Linked DNA regions of Mus musculus: regions 2 and 3 are each linked to region 1. A link is a contact called in public HiChIP or PLAC-seq data. All regions are on one chromosome and are shown on one strand. The core of a region is the stretch at or near the end of the contact, and the rest is flanking DNA. Distances in the headings are between cores, read along the strand shown.

Region 1 (3,621 bases), core at 777-3,276:
CTTCCACAGAGCAACACAGCCATTGTTGACCACCCAGGTCTGTGTGGGAGCTAGGCCACTCTAGAATGCCTTGCTTTCTTATCTTGAAACATATCAGGTTTTCAGTGAACATCTCAGTACCTGCCCTAGTGTCTCCCACAACAGTAAAAACACATCTCACTTTTCCACAAATATTGTGTTCTCCATGACAGACTGGCTGGGAAGATTTCAGAGAAACAAAAACTCTTTCCTTTCTAGGAGAGAAACAGGAGTGTGGGTGCTAGGTGTTCATCTATTCAAAAGGCCCTCAGTCCTCTCTGCTCACTGCCCTCACCTTCCTACCTATTCCTGGAAGGCCTCCTCCCCACTGGACACCTAGCCTCTAGCCTCTCTACACCACACCCTCAAGACCTGCTGGGAGAGGAGGAAGGAGGGTGAAGGTACAGCCACTGACCTGGGGTCAAGACTAGGGAAAGGCACAGTCCTGTAGGAGCTGGGGAGACCAGACGAAAGGCAACTTGGAGGCTTGGGGCATGAAGCAGCAAGCACAGGGCATGCCCTTGATACCTGAGTCCTTGGAGCCCAGCTGAGCTCCAACTTTGCCTTGCAACTGTGCTGAGAGCCTCACCCACTCTGTAACATCAAGAAGCTAGGGGACCTGTGGGGAGTGTAAGCACTTCATAGCAAAGGTTCCCTGTGGCTGGGCTGATCGAAACCTCCCAATGCCTAGTAGTCTTTTCAGCAGAGTTCGGGGGTCAATTACTAGAGTCCTAGGCCCTCCCTGCCTTAAAGTTCCAACTATTATCTAAGTAATCCCTGAGGACCATCCTCACGGTTCAGCTCCAAGGCTTTCATTTTAAAGGGACCCACCTTTGGTCCTGTTTGTCCTGAAGCCTATCTATATTCTGAACTCTCCTCACAGTTCACCCTCAGGGCCTCAAACTGCTCAAAGGACTGCCACAGTGGTCCAGATTCCTTTGAGCCAGCCTTGATTTCCCAGCTCTCTACAGCCGATTTGTCCCTGGGAGATCTGACCTTCCTATGGCCTTGTCCCAGCACCCTGGCCCTCTGTGGGGTGGTCTCAGGGTCTTAACCCTCCTCTGTAATCTATCATTAGTTGGCCCATCTAAGTGATTCTGCCATTTTCTAAGTCCTGCCAGGTCCTGGGAGCCATTCTTCCTCAATGACCTTTTCTAGACTCTTGTCAGGTCTCTAATACTGACCCTCCCCCAAGTGTCCATTCCAAGAGTCGGGGCTCCACCTGTCCTGGGGTCCCAGAACTATGGGAGAGCTGCCCAGTCCTAAGGACTGTTCAGTGAGTAGCCCTCAGTAATTCTGGCCTGGTCCTGGGTCCTGCCTGGTCTGCGGTCCTGATCCCCCTGGATCCAGCCTGGCCCAGACTCCTGTTCTTCCGGGGTCCTGTTCTCTGGAATCGTGCCTGGTGCCAGGTCTAGCCGGACTGAGCTCCTTGTCTTCCCTAGGTCCTGTTTTCTCGGGGTCCAGACTGCTCGGAATCCACCTCGGCTGCTGTTCTGCCTGGTCTAGGATTCTGCCCACCCCGGTCTAGCCTGGTCAAGGGTCCAGCCTTGTGCAGGCTCTTCCCCGGGTTCTGTCTGGTCCAAGGTCCCTGTCCTCCCTGGGTCCAGATTGTTCCGGGATCCAGCATGGCCCTGGGTTCTGCCCTCCCGGGGTCCAGACCTGCGAGAAGTCCTGGCCTTCTCGCAGGCTTTTAGGGTCCCGCCTCCCGGGCCTGCCGGGGGCGCTGGGCTCGCAGCCTTCTGCCGCCCATGGGCCGAGGCCCGCGGCCTGAGGAGCGGGCGCGCGGGCCAGGCCAGGCGGGGCGGGCTCACTGACCTGCGTCTCGGGCGGCGGGCGAGCGGGCGCACGCGGGGGCTCGCCGGGAGGGGGAGGGGGCGCCGCTCCCTCTGGGTCCCCCCCAAGAGGAGGAGAAAAAAGCCGTGCAGAGTTTAAAACAAAGAGGCGGAAATGCCCGAACCCAGCCGAGTGCGGAGTCGGGGGCGCCGCGGCTGGAGCATGCGCAGTGTGTGGCTCAGCTCCCACCTCGCAAACGAGAGAGGCGGGGCCTCTGAAAGGCGGAGCCTATAGGGGTGGGGTGCAGGAGGGGCCAGAGAGCGCAGGCGCGTGCAGGCAGCAATTGACTCAGGAAGCTGGCTCGGCGAGACAGGCAGGGTGGAGCTCGGGGGTGTGGTCACAGGTGAGAGGTGGGTCAGGAGGCGTGGTCAGAAGCACTACCTGGAGAAACTCCGCCGGGTTGTTCAGGACGCGCGCTGACAGGCAACTGCATGAGTTAGGAACGAAACCGGAGTATCTAGACCACGGGTTTCCTACCCCCATAAACCTTCTGCTTACATTTTTGTCCTTTCTTGGAATCACTGTGGACACAGAGAGACCCTTATGCTGGCCTTTCGGACCGTGGAAACCCACAATTTGTCCGTTGTCCACTGTGCATTGTGACTGGCAGAGGGCATAAACTGAGAAAAGAAAGTCTGTTCTTGTTTGTTTGTTTGTTTGTTTGTTTACTTGTATTTTCGAGAAAGGGTTTCTCTGTGTTGCCCTGACTGGTCTCGAACTAACATAGATCCGCCTGCCTCTGCCTCCCAAGTGTTGGGACTAAAGGAATGCCCTACCATGCTGGACTGGAAGTCTGTTCTTAGGAAACAAAGTGGTTGTGGCAGCTGTATGCTAGACAGGCGGTGGGACAAGGAAGCAGCAAGGTGGCCAACCAGCAGGTGTTTGGGAGAAGGGGCATGCAAAGAATGAGGTTGAAAGGGGTTATCGCCTTTAATCCCAGCATTTGGGAGGCAGAGGCAGGTGGATTACTGAGTTCGAGGCCAGCCTGGTCTACAAAGCGAGTTCCAGGACAGCCAGGGCTACACAGAGAAACCCTGTCTCAGAGAAAGAAAGAAAGAAAGAAAGAAAGAAAGAAAGAAAGAAAGAAAGAAAGAAAGAAAGAAAGAAAGAAAGAAAGAAAGGAAAACAGAATAGGCACCCAGGAAGGCAAATATACTCTACTGAAGCCTGGCAGCCTTTGTATCACAGAGAGACTACTGATGGGGGAGAAGGTTGAGGGAGAGTCCTAGAATAATGGAGGATCTGGTGTTGGTATTAGAGGTAGCAAAGAGGTACTGTTGAGAAGACCATGAGCAGGCCTGGACTTAGGGCACAGATCTCAGGAAGTCATCTAGCTTGACAGACAGCTAGACCCTTAAACCACTTGTCTTCACATGGGCTTGTCATGCCTTAGGTAAGACCATATTCAGATGTCATTCTAGGTCCAGGATTCAGACCTTGCTTCTGTGTCTATCAGGGATACCTTCAGGGAACTCTCGCTTTACACAACCTCTGGTTTCTCCTGAAAGTTGTTGCCCACTTTAGGCCCCCACCTTCCAGCGCTGAAGTCTTCCTCTAACTAACAGCTGACACATTAGAATCCAGCTATGTGTCCCTTCCCCAATCCTAACCCTGTATCCCTAGGTGAGCAGATAGCTTTCAACTAGTATCCTTGTGTTTTGTCCTTGCTCCCTGACTACTTTCAGCACAAAATAGTGGCTTTTATAAAGCATTAATTGGGGGGAAATTCCCTGCTCAAAACCCACCCAGTGGCTTTACCTAGGACAGAAA
Region 2 (3,621 bases), core at 783-3,282, 58 kb before region 1:
GCAGGCTGGTGGCAGAGCAGATGTCAGGAGTCTCTGTGTTCCCTCACAAGTGTGGGGGTGGCGGTGGGAAGCAGTGAGTTTATTGGGTTTATATGCCCTCAGGCTTCCAGGAGGGTTGGTCTGCAGTAAAAGGGGCTGGAGAAAGAGGATTAGTGAGTGTTGTGGAGGGGGAGGTGTCCCAGGATAGTCTCCACCAAGGCATCCTACAGAGCAGCCTCTTCTTACCTCTACGGTCTCATTTACCTCTTTTTTTAATATAATATTTTTGTTTTTTAAATCGTCATTGTGTTAGAAGCCATTATAAACAAAGTATGTTTTGTGATTTTCTCCACCCTCCTGCCGCTCCTGTTCCTCCCTTGTAGCATCCCTCAAATTTATTTTTTAATAATTACATGTAGGGCATGTGTCTACGGTGTAGGTATGTGCACGTCAGTACAGGTTCCTGAAGTGGTCCGAGGCTTTGAATTCCTTGGAGCTGGAGTTACAGACATTTATAAACTGCCTGACGTTGGCACCGCAAATCAAACTTGGGTTACTCCAGAGGAGCAGTAAGCGCTTTCAACTTCTCTCCACGCAGTCCCAGATTTTTTTTCTTTCTCTTTCACATCCCATGTGTCCTTCAGGCACCTCTTAATTGTTCCATCTTCTGTGTGTTTCTTCTAAAACCTGAGTGGGATCACTGTTGGAGCCCTGGTGAGCAGGATGGGCCTGGAACCTAGCTGGAGTCTTCCTCAGCCATAAATAACACCTTTTAGAGACGCTGGTTGGTTTCTTCAGTGCAGGAAGGACATGGCTTCTCTGGTATTACATCAGTGCCACCCAGGCTGGGGACTGGGGAGGGAAGTATGCAAGCCCCGCCTTGACTGCCCTTTCCTTTACAGTATGGCATCAAGAAGAAGGAGGAGCGTGAGGCTGAGGCTCAGGCAGCCATGGAGGCCAACTCGGAAGGCAGCCTGACTCGACCCAAGAAGGCTATCCCACCGGGCTGTGGCGATGAGCCAGAGGAGGAAGATGAGAGCATCCTGGACACTGTCATCAAGTACCTGCCTGGGCCACTGCAGGACATGTTCAAGAAGTAATGATATTGGGTCAGCACCAGGAGCCCTGCCCACTGTACAGACCCCCGCGGAGTCTCCCCCCAACAAGGGATGTTGGGAGCAGATGCAGCCCCCCTACCCCCGCAAAAATAAGCCATAGTCCTAGATCTATCCTGCCCATGTCCCCCCTCGCGCCTCGGGAGCCTCTGGCCACCCCTCCCCATACTGCCATCACTGACCCCACCAGGCAAGGGTGTGACCCTCAGGCCCCTGTGCTGTGCATCCTTGCCTTCGGGTGGTTGGACCCCTCCTTACTAATCTTAAGTTCACCATCCCCACAGAGCCTGCCCAAGGTCAGGCCCCGAGGGCCAGCCCTGACCACCCCTGGATGGGTGGCTACCAGTCAGGGCCTAAACTCAGGAGCACAGCCATAGTGGGGTGGGACTTGGGGAATGAGCAGTGGGTGCTTGGGGCCCCCAGCCCTTCCCTGAGTCCATTGCCCCAGTTTCTGGACTTGTTGGACCTGCTGGACCATTCGCTCTGTCTTCCTGTCTGTGAGCTACCACCCTAGTCTTCCCCAGCAGCCTTTGCATATTTTGTCCAGCTGTCTCTTTCTCTGTTGCTCTGCAAGGTTTGGCTTAAGAATTCCATGGCCAGAGGAAACACAGCAATAGATTTGGAGCGGGTGGTCTCAGACACACTTGGAGTCCCTTGACATCGTCTGTAATGCACTTTCCAGAGTCCCATCTTTCCCTGATCCCACCTCTCCCTGGTGGCCTCCTGTCCTCTTCATGTGGGCAGGCAGTCTCCTAGGATCTTCCTGGCTTTACCCCTGGACACCTACCCTCCAAATGCCCGTCTTCCTAAAAGCCCTGGGTTCTGGTGATTCCCGCCCGTGCAGAGCAGACAGAGGGCCGCATAATCAAGTGTCCCACCCTCTCCACTATTCCTCCTCTGAAGGGCTGACAGTGGCCGGTAAATGCAAGCTCCTGGGCTTGGGCTGTGGTGTTTTGTTCTGTGTGTGGCCCAGGGGCAGTATGACCCAACTACTCCCCCTTTGCCCAGCCAGCAGCCATTGTTCTTCATATTTGTTTAATTTACATCATAATATGTTGAATCTCAGGTAAATGAGGTCTGTATTTGGTAAGTTTTATCTTGACAGAAAGGCCAGCCTGGTCTTCCCATAACCCTTCCTGTCCACAGTAAAACTGAATTAAGTGTCCATGAGTTTTGGGCCAGGTGTGTGGCTTAGCATTGACCTTCATGACCTTACATAGCTCTTTAGAGAAGCCATAACAATTAGACTGCAATACTATTCAGAATGCCCTCTGCCCAAAGAGATGAAGCATGCTCGGCCCACAGTACCTTGCTCACCTGGGCCATTCTCTGCGCCTCTGGCTGGTTTTCATGAATTGAGAAGCCAGCTCTGAGCAGATGGCCCTCTCTTGAGTCAATCCTGCATCCTGTTCCTAGCGCATGGGGCACCGGGCGCTGAGCTTAGAATAGCCCATGTGTTACCTGTCTGTCTGTCCTCGTGCCTGCACCTCCTGCATGTCAGAGGCCTCACATTTTCTCTCTGAGGGAATCACAGCCAATAAACAGTGATTTCACACCGTGTGGCTATTCCTTCCAAGACTACCATTCGACCTGGGTGTGGGAGGGGGTGCCCTCCCTCACACTGTGGACAAACACAGGGTGTCTCTTATTCTCCAGAGGGCAAAGATCCCTTCAGGACCCCAGTGCCTGGAGTGAGCCTCCAGAACATACAAACCTTCTTTCTCACAGTTCAAGGCTCTGGTGAATCCAGATTGTACTGCTTCCCCGGCTTGGGCCCACCAGGAATTTCACAGCCCTGTTCCCCTGCCCACCCCAAGGGGCTGTCCTGGTTCCCAGTAACACTAGTGCACCTTCTGGGATGGCTGCCCACTCTGCTGAATAGGGAAGAAGTGACCATAGGTCTTGCCAGCTCTCTCCCCTGGCACATTATCAGCCCCTACCTCAACCCCATTTTGCTTCATGCTCATCCCAGCCTAAGGTGCTATGGTCACATTTGTCCTAGAAGAGTCCTTGTCTGTCTCCCTTCTGGGACACCTCTCTTGTAGGAGATAGCAATGGTGGGAAGTCCTATGGCTTCCTCTACACATGGAATGTCCACAAAACCTGCCAGTCTGAGCAGAAAGGCTACATATGTCTCACTCTTGCTGGGGATGCAGGGGTGAGTGGAGGTGAAGAGCAAAATGGGGAAAGTGGGTACGATTTAGAGGGGTCATGCTTTCTCCAAGTACAGTAGTATCTCCTCTTGCTACCTTGGGAGCATCCCTTGTGTTGCAGGAAGTATTTTTTAAAAATGAACCCACCAGTTCTCCGGCAGGGCCTAACTAAGCTCAAGAGCTCCTGACAGCCTGCTGGCTCTCGCTACCACATACCCCACAGTCAGCCATCACATCACAATACCCATTACCTGGGTAGAATCAAAACTCTTAAAGCTTAATTAGCTAATCAGATTTATGTATCAATAATATCACAATTTACAAGATGCCAATACAATAATTTCAGAGCCAATTGATGATAAAAGCGTTATCCC
Region 3 (3,621 bases), core at 800-3,299, 40 kb before region 1:
AATATCAAGGCAGAGAAAACTTTTGTTTTCATGTTAAGGTCACATGTGATGTGTTGGGGCTTAAATGATTTCCTGAGGAAACAGACACGTGTGTTGTGTGTGTGTGTGTGTGTGTGTGTGTGTGTGTAGGTGTGTGTGTGGGAATTTCACTATCTGCACTCAATTTACTGTCAATGTTTTAGGAACATATCCATATACAAAGTAGAACTCAGTTGGCTCATTACTGGAACATTAAATCTAATGATACATTTCAGAGCACTGTAATACACCACCCTGTATGCCCTTAGAAAGGAAACACACCAGCCTCCAAGTCTCTGCTGGCCAGGGCAGGTGTCAGGAGCTGCAGGCCAGTGGAGGGTAGCACTACCAGGTGGGGACAGTGAAACCCCAACACCCAGGGTGGCTTAGTCACAGATTTAGCTCGAGGACTTGGGTGCACCCACAGAGATGCAAGCCTAAGATGGTGCTAACCTCGTCACTTCCTGCCTGGCTGTTTATCTTTTAATATTGATAGAAAGTACGTACACACACACACACACACAAACGCAAACACACACACACGCAAACACACACACACTCACTCTTGCACGCACATAATCCCGGTAACAGCATTCTTATAATAACAGTGAAAAAGGCAAAACCAAATAGCTGAACGCACAGATTTTGAAATTCCACCTATATTCCCTTTCAATTTAGTAGATGCTAGATCACAATTTAAACACTAATAAACGCATGTTGGAACCTATTGCACAAAAGCATAAAAATGCCTCTTCATCCCTATAAAAACATACAAACCAAAGGCTACAAAAAGTAAAAGAAGCTTGCAAAACATCTCACAATTTTATCTTATATGCCTGTAAATAAAGCTGGACCACGGAAACCAAACAATTGGATGGGAAAATATGATAGAAGGCTTAAAATAGAATAAATAATTTTATAAAGTTAAGTTTTCTTTTTTTTAACCCCCCAAATCTTAAATTCAATATTATATATTCTATCTGAGTTTTCTATTTTTGTGAAAATGGTGTTGAGCGAGACCACGTGCTGGGAGGCTGGTCTCAGAGCTGCCGGCCGGCCGCACCCGATTTCTAGCATCGGCAGCTATGAAAACAACTTCGCAGGAGCTCCGCCTGCTGAGAAAGCTTGACAGGACCAATCGCTAACTGATCCTAGTGTTCATGCTGGAAAAATAAAATTCGGCCTTGGATGTCACGTGGAGCTTGGCAGGAGTGAAATAAGGCGCCCGGAAGCTTCCATCGGACGCCAGCTCACTCTGCTTCATCTCTGAGCGAGGTAAGGCTACAGGTCAGACCAAAGGGCAGAAGGGCATCAGGAGACCGTCTGCAGTGCACACAGGCGGGGATGGAATCTTAGAAAAATAGGTATTTTGCTGCTGAGGTTTAACAGGTTAACGTGGTGACAGAAGCAGGGCTGTTGGGGCGGTGGCGCCCAGCTAAGACATCGGTTGCAATGTCCACCTCGCTGAATACTTAGATCTATCAACTTAGCACCATAGCAGAGTCAAGTGATTCTAAAAGTAGCTACAAAGTTACAAATATATATCATGAGATTATACAGCCATACTAAGTTTGATCTGATCTGTAAATTAACTTTACTTGAATTTGGAGGTTTGTAACTGCTTAATTTCACCACATGGGAAAATACCTAAGTTCTAATGTAACTGCATTGTGAGAACACGGTCTTGCAGAATGCTTCAGCAGCACGTGTGTTCTGAGGTAGAAAGGTAATATTTACGCATAAACCCTTGTATAGTAACTCTAGAAATGATTTGAATGGACAGCAAACTCAGGAAACTGAATAATCCAAACTGGCTTACATAGAAAGGTGAATTTTGATTAATTCAAAACAAAAAGAGCTTGCTTTTGTTTTAGAAGGTCAGACATTAAAGATTGAGTTAATTTGGATGTTTTTTTTCTTACTTACCAACATTAAGTCTCACTAATCGCTGCTTCTGACACTGTGTATGTGAAAGAGGAAGTAGAAGAAAAAGTGGGTGTTGATAAACTCAATTCCAACTGTCAAAGCAAACTCAAGAAAATATTCCAGTTGCTAAGGTGAAGACTCAGAAAGCCTGACCCCCAGGGATACACTAAGATCTCATATGCTCACCAAGAGCAGAGGTACTGCTGGGATTATAGGATCCTACAATTCTCACTGGACCTGGAAGGGCACCCAGGCTGAGAGGTCCCTGGGACCCCAGGTCAGGACCCGTTCTCCTTACTCTTGCCCTCATACCCCTGCAGAGGGAATGAAGTTGGATATGCTAGTGTCTTATTCATTCTCTAACCTAACAAAGCAATAAATTGTATGTGAGAAAGGTGTGTGTGTTAACAAATACTATCCTCTCTATGACTGAAAAAGCCACTTCTGCTGAAGCGAGCTGTTTCCTCAAGTGAGCAGGTCGCTCAGTTACCTTTCATGAAAAAGACCCAAAGAACGCATGTTAACCCCATGATCTACCAGGAACATGGAGGCTAGAGGCTACCTCCTAAGTGTCTTTATAAAGTCTCCCCACTGGATGGCATGTGCTGGTTGGTAAGTGACAAACACAGCCACCACTACATTTTTCCAGCAGAAGGAAAACAGAATGGAAAAGGCAGGAGCTTCAGTGATGGCCTCTCTAAGGAAAACTGTCTTTCCAAGAACTTTTCAACAAGCCAGTGCTGCACTGGCCACACCACCTCTAGTTTGCCTTACTGGGGGAGCCAGATTACAGCCACATGACACTGGGGAGTGATGGAAGGGTTCTTGTCTTGCCCAACCAACACAGGCCATCTCAGGATGCACAGTCTCAGACTCAACCTCGGGGATGGGCTTCTGAGTACCCTAGAAATTAAACACCGCGGCTAAGTCATAGCATTGCTGCAAGCCTCTTTGGGTATACTTTAAATTAAAATTTTATATATCTCTTAAGTCTTCAGGAAGCTAAAAGCAACATAAATATTTACCATGAAAAGACTTTCAATAACTTACAAAGGACTTAAAGTACAAATATTTTTGAGGCTTATTATGAAACCTAATCCATGAACTAAACTGAAACTCAAGATTCTCAAGCCCTGGAAAGCAAGCAGAGGTGCTGCGTGTCAGACGTGGTGTGGGACGTGCTAATGTTTCACTTCTTCTCTGGCCTGTGGACCTGAAGCAGAGACGAGCAAACTGCGAAGTGTTTTCATCCTCTGTAAACGCGTGCTGGTAGTGTCTTGTTGGGAGTGGATTCTCTCATACAAAAGTTATAAATATTCTCTATTCAGAAATCTGGTCCGCATGGCACCCAGAGGCAACGTTCCACAGCACATTTTGCCATGTAGAGTGCTGGGTGTGGGCTGAGTCTGGCTGAACTTACAGCAAGTCCATCTTGGGTCTGTAGTGTAGCAGGAGGGGTGCCTTCTGCAAGACAAAAACAAAGGTGGCTGAGGGAGGTGCAAGGAGCCCGTAATGTGTACTCAAACCTTAGGCACACAACTGGACTGGCAATACTACAACTGAATTTAGTTCTGGATGGCAAGGAGTAACTATCATTGGTCCCAGGTGACCCAGTGATCGCCTCTGTGGTGTTTGGGGCTCACGACAGGGCCCATGTAGCCAGAACCTGAACTTGTT

Evidence for each region. HiChIP or PLAC-seq counts read pairs in DNA pulled down with a chosen protein or histone mark.
Region 2: a contact with region 1 is called in an H3K4me3 HiChIP or PLAC-seq map of embryonic stem cells, with 30 read pairs. The contact joins the enhancer-like site here to the promoter of Pcgf3 in region 1. A contact is called at or near these places in 1 of 484 Hi-C or Micro-C datasets (embryonic stem cells), 5 of 115 datasets of contacts at active chromatin or transcription factors (the SCID.adh cell line and embryonic stem cells) and 3 of 9 other capture datasets (adipose tissue, liver and pancreatic islet).
Region 3: an H3K27ac HiChIP or PLAC-seq map of the HPC-7 cell line shows a contact between it and region 1, with 4 times the contacts expected there. The contact joins the enhancer-like site here to the promoter of Pcgf3 in region 1. A contact is called at or near these places in 4 of 484 Hi-C or Micro-C datasets (MC3T3-E1-derived osteoblasts, liver, myocytes and 1 more), 9 of 115 datasets of contacts at active chromatin or transcription factors (CD8 T cells, the HPC-7 cell line, the SCID.adh cell line and 4 more) and 2 of 9 other capture datasets (adipose tissue and pancreatic islet).

What each region holds. Positions count from the first base shown.
Region 1 is chr5:108,459,664-108,463,284 of GRCm38.p6, reverse strand. Pcgf3 (polycomb group ring finger 3) reads right to left here and starts at 2,026. Exons shown (of 11, transcript NM_172716.5): 1 at 1,834-2,026.
Region 2 is chr5:108,517,587-108,521,207 of GRCm38.p6, reverse strand. Cplx1 (complexin 1) reads left to right here. Exons shown (of 4, transcript NM_007756.3): 4 at 882-2,654. The coding sequence ends at 1,079. Among named protein-coding and RNA genes, the nearest start is that of Cplx1, 31 kb to the left of the region's middle. Within about 2 kb of position 2,032, at least 8 of the 459 cell types and tissues checked have an H3K27ac peak or open chromatin away from gene starts, as enhancers often do. A contact at or near this core is called in embryonic stem cells, where this site is marked.
Region 3 is chr5:108,500,144-108,503,764 of GRCm38.p6, reverse strand. Pcgf3 (polycomb group ring finger 3) reads right to left here. Exons shown (of 11, transcript NM_172716.5): 11 at 1-3,408. The coding sequence ends at 3,361. Among named protein-coding and RNA genes, the nearest start is that of Pcgf3, 41 kb to the right of the region's middle. Within about 2 kb of position 2,049, at least 10 of the 459 cell types and tissues checked have an H3K27ac peak or open chromatin away from gene starts, as enhancers often do. A contact at or near this core is called in the HPC-7 cell line, where this site is marked.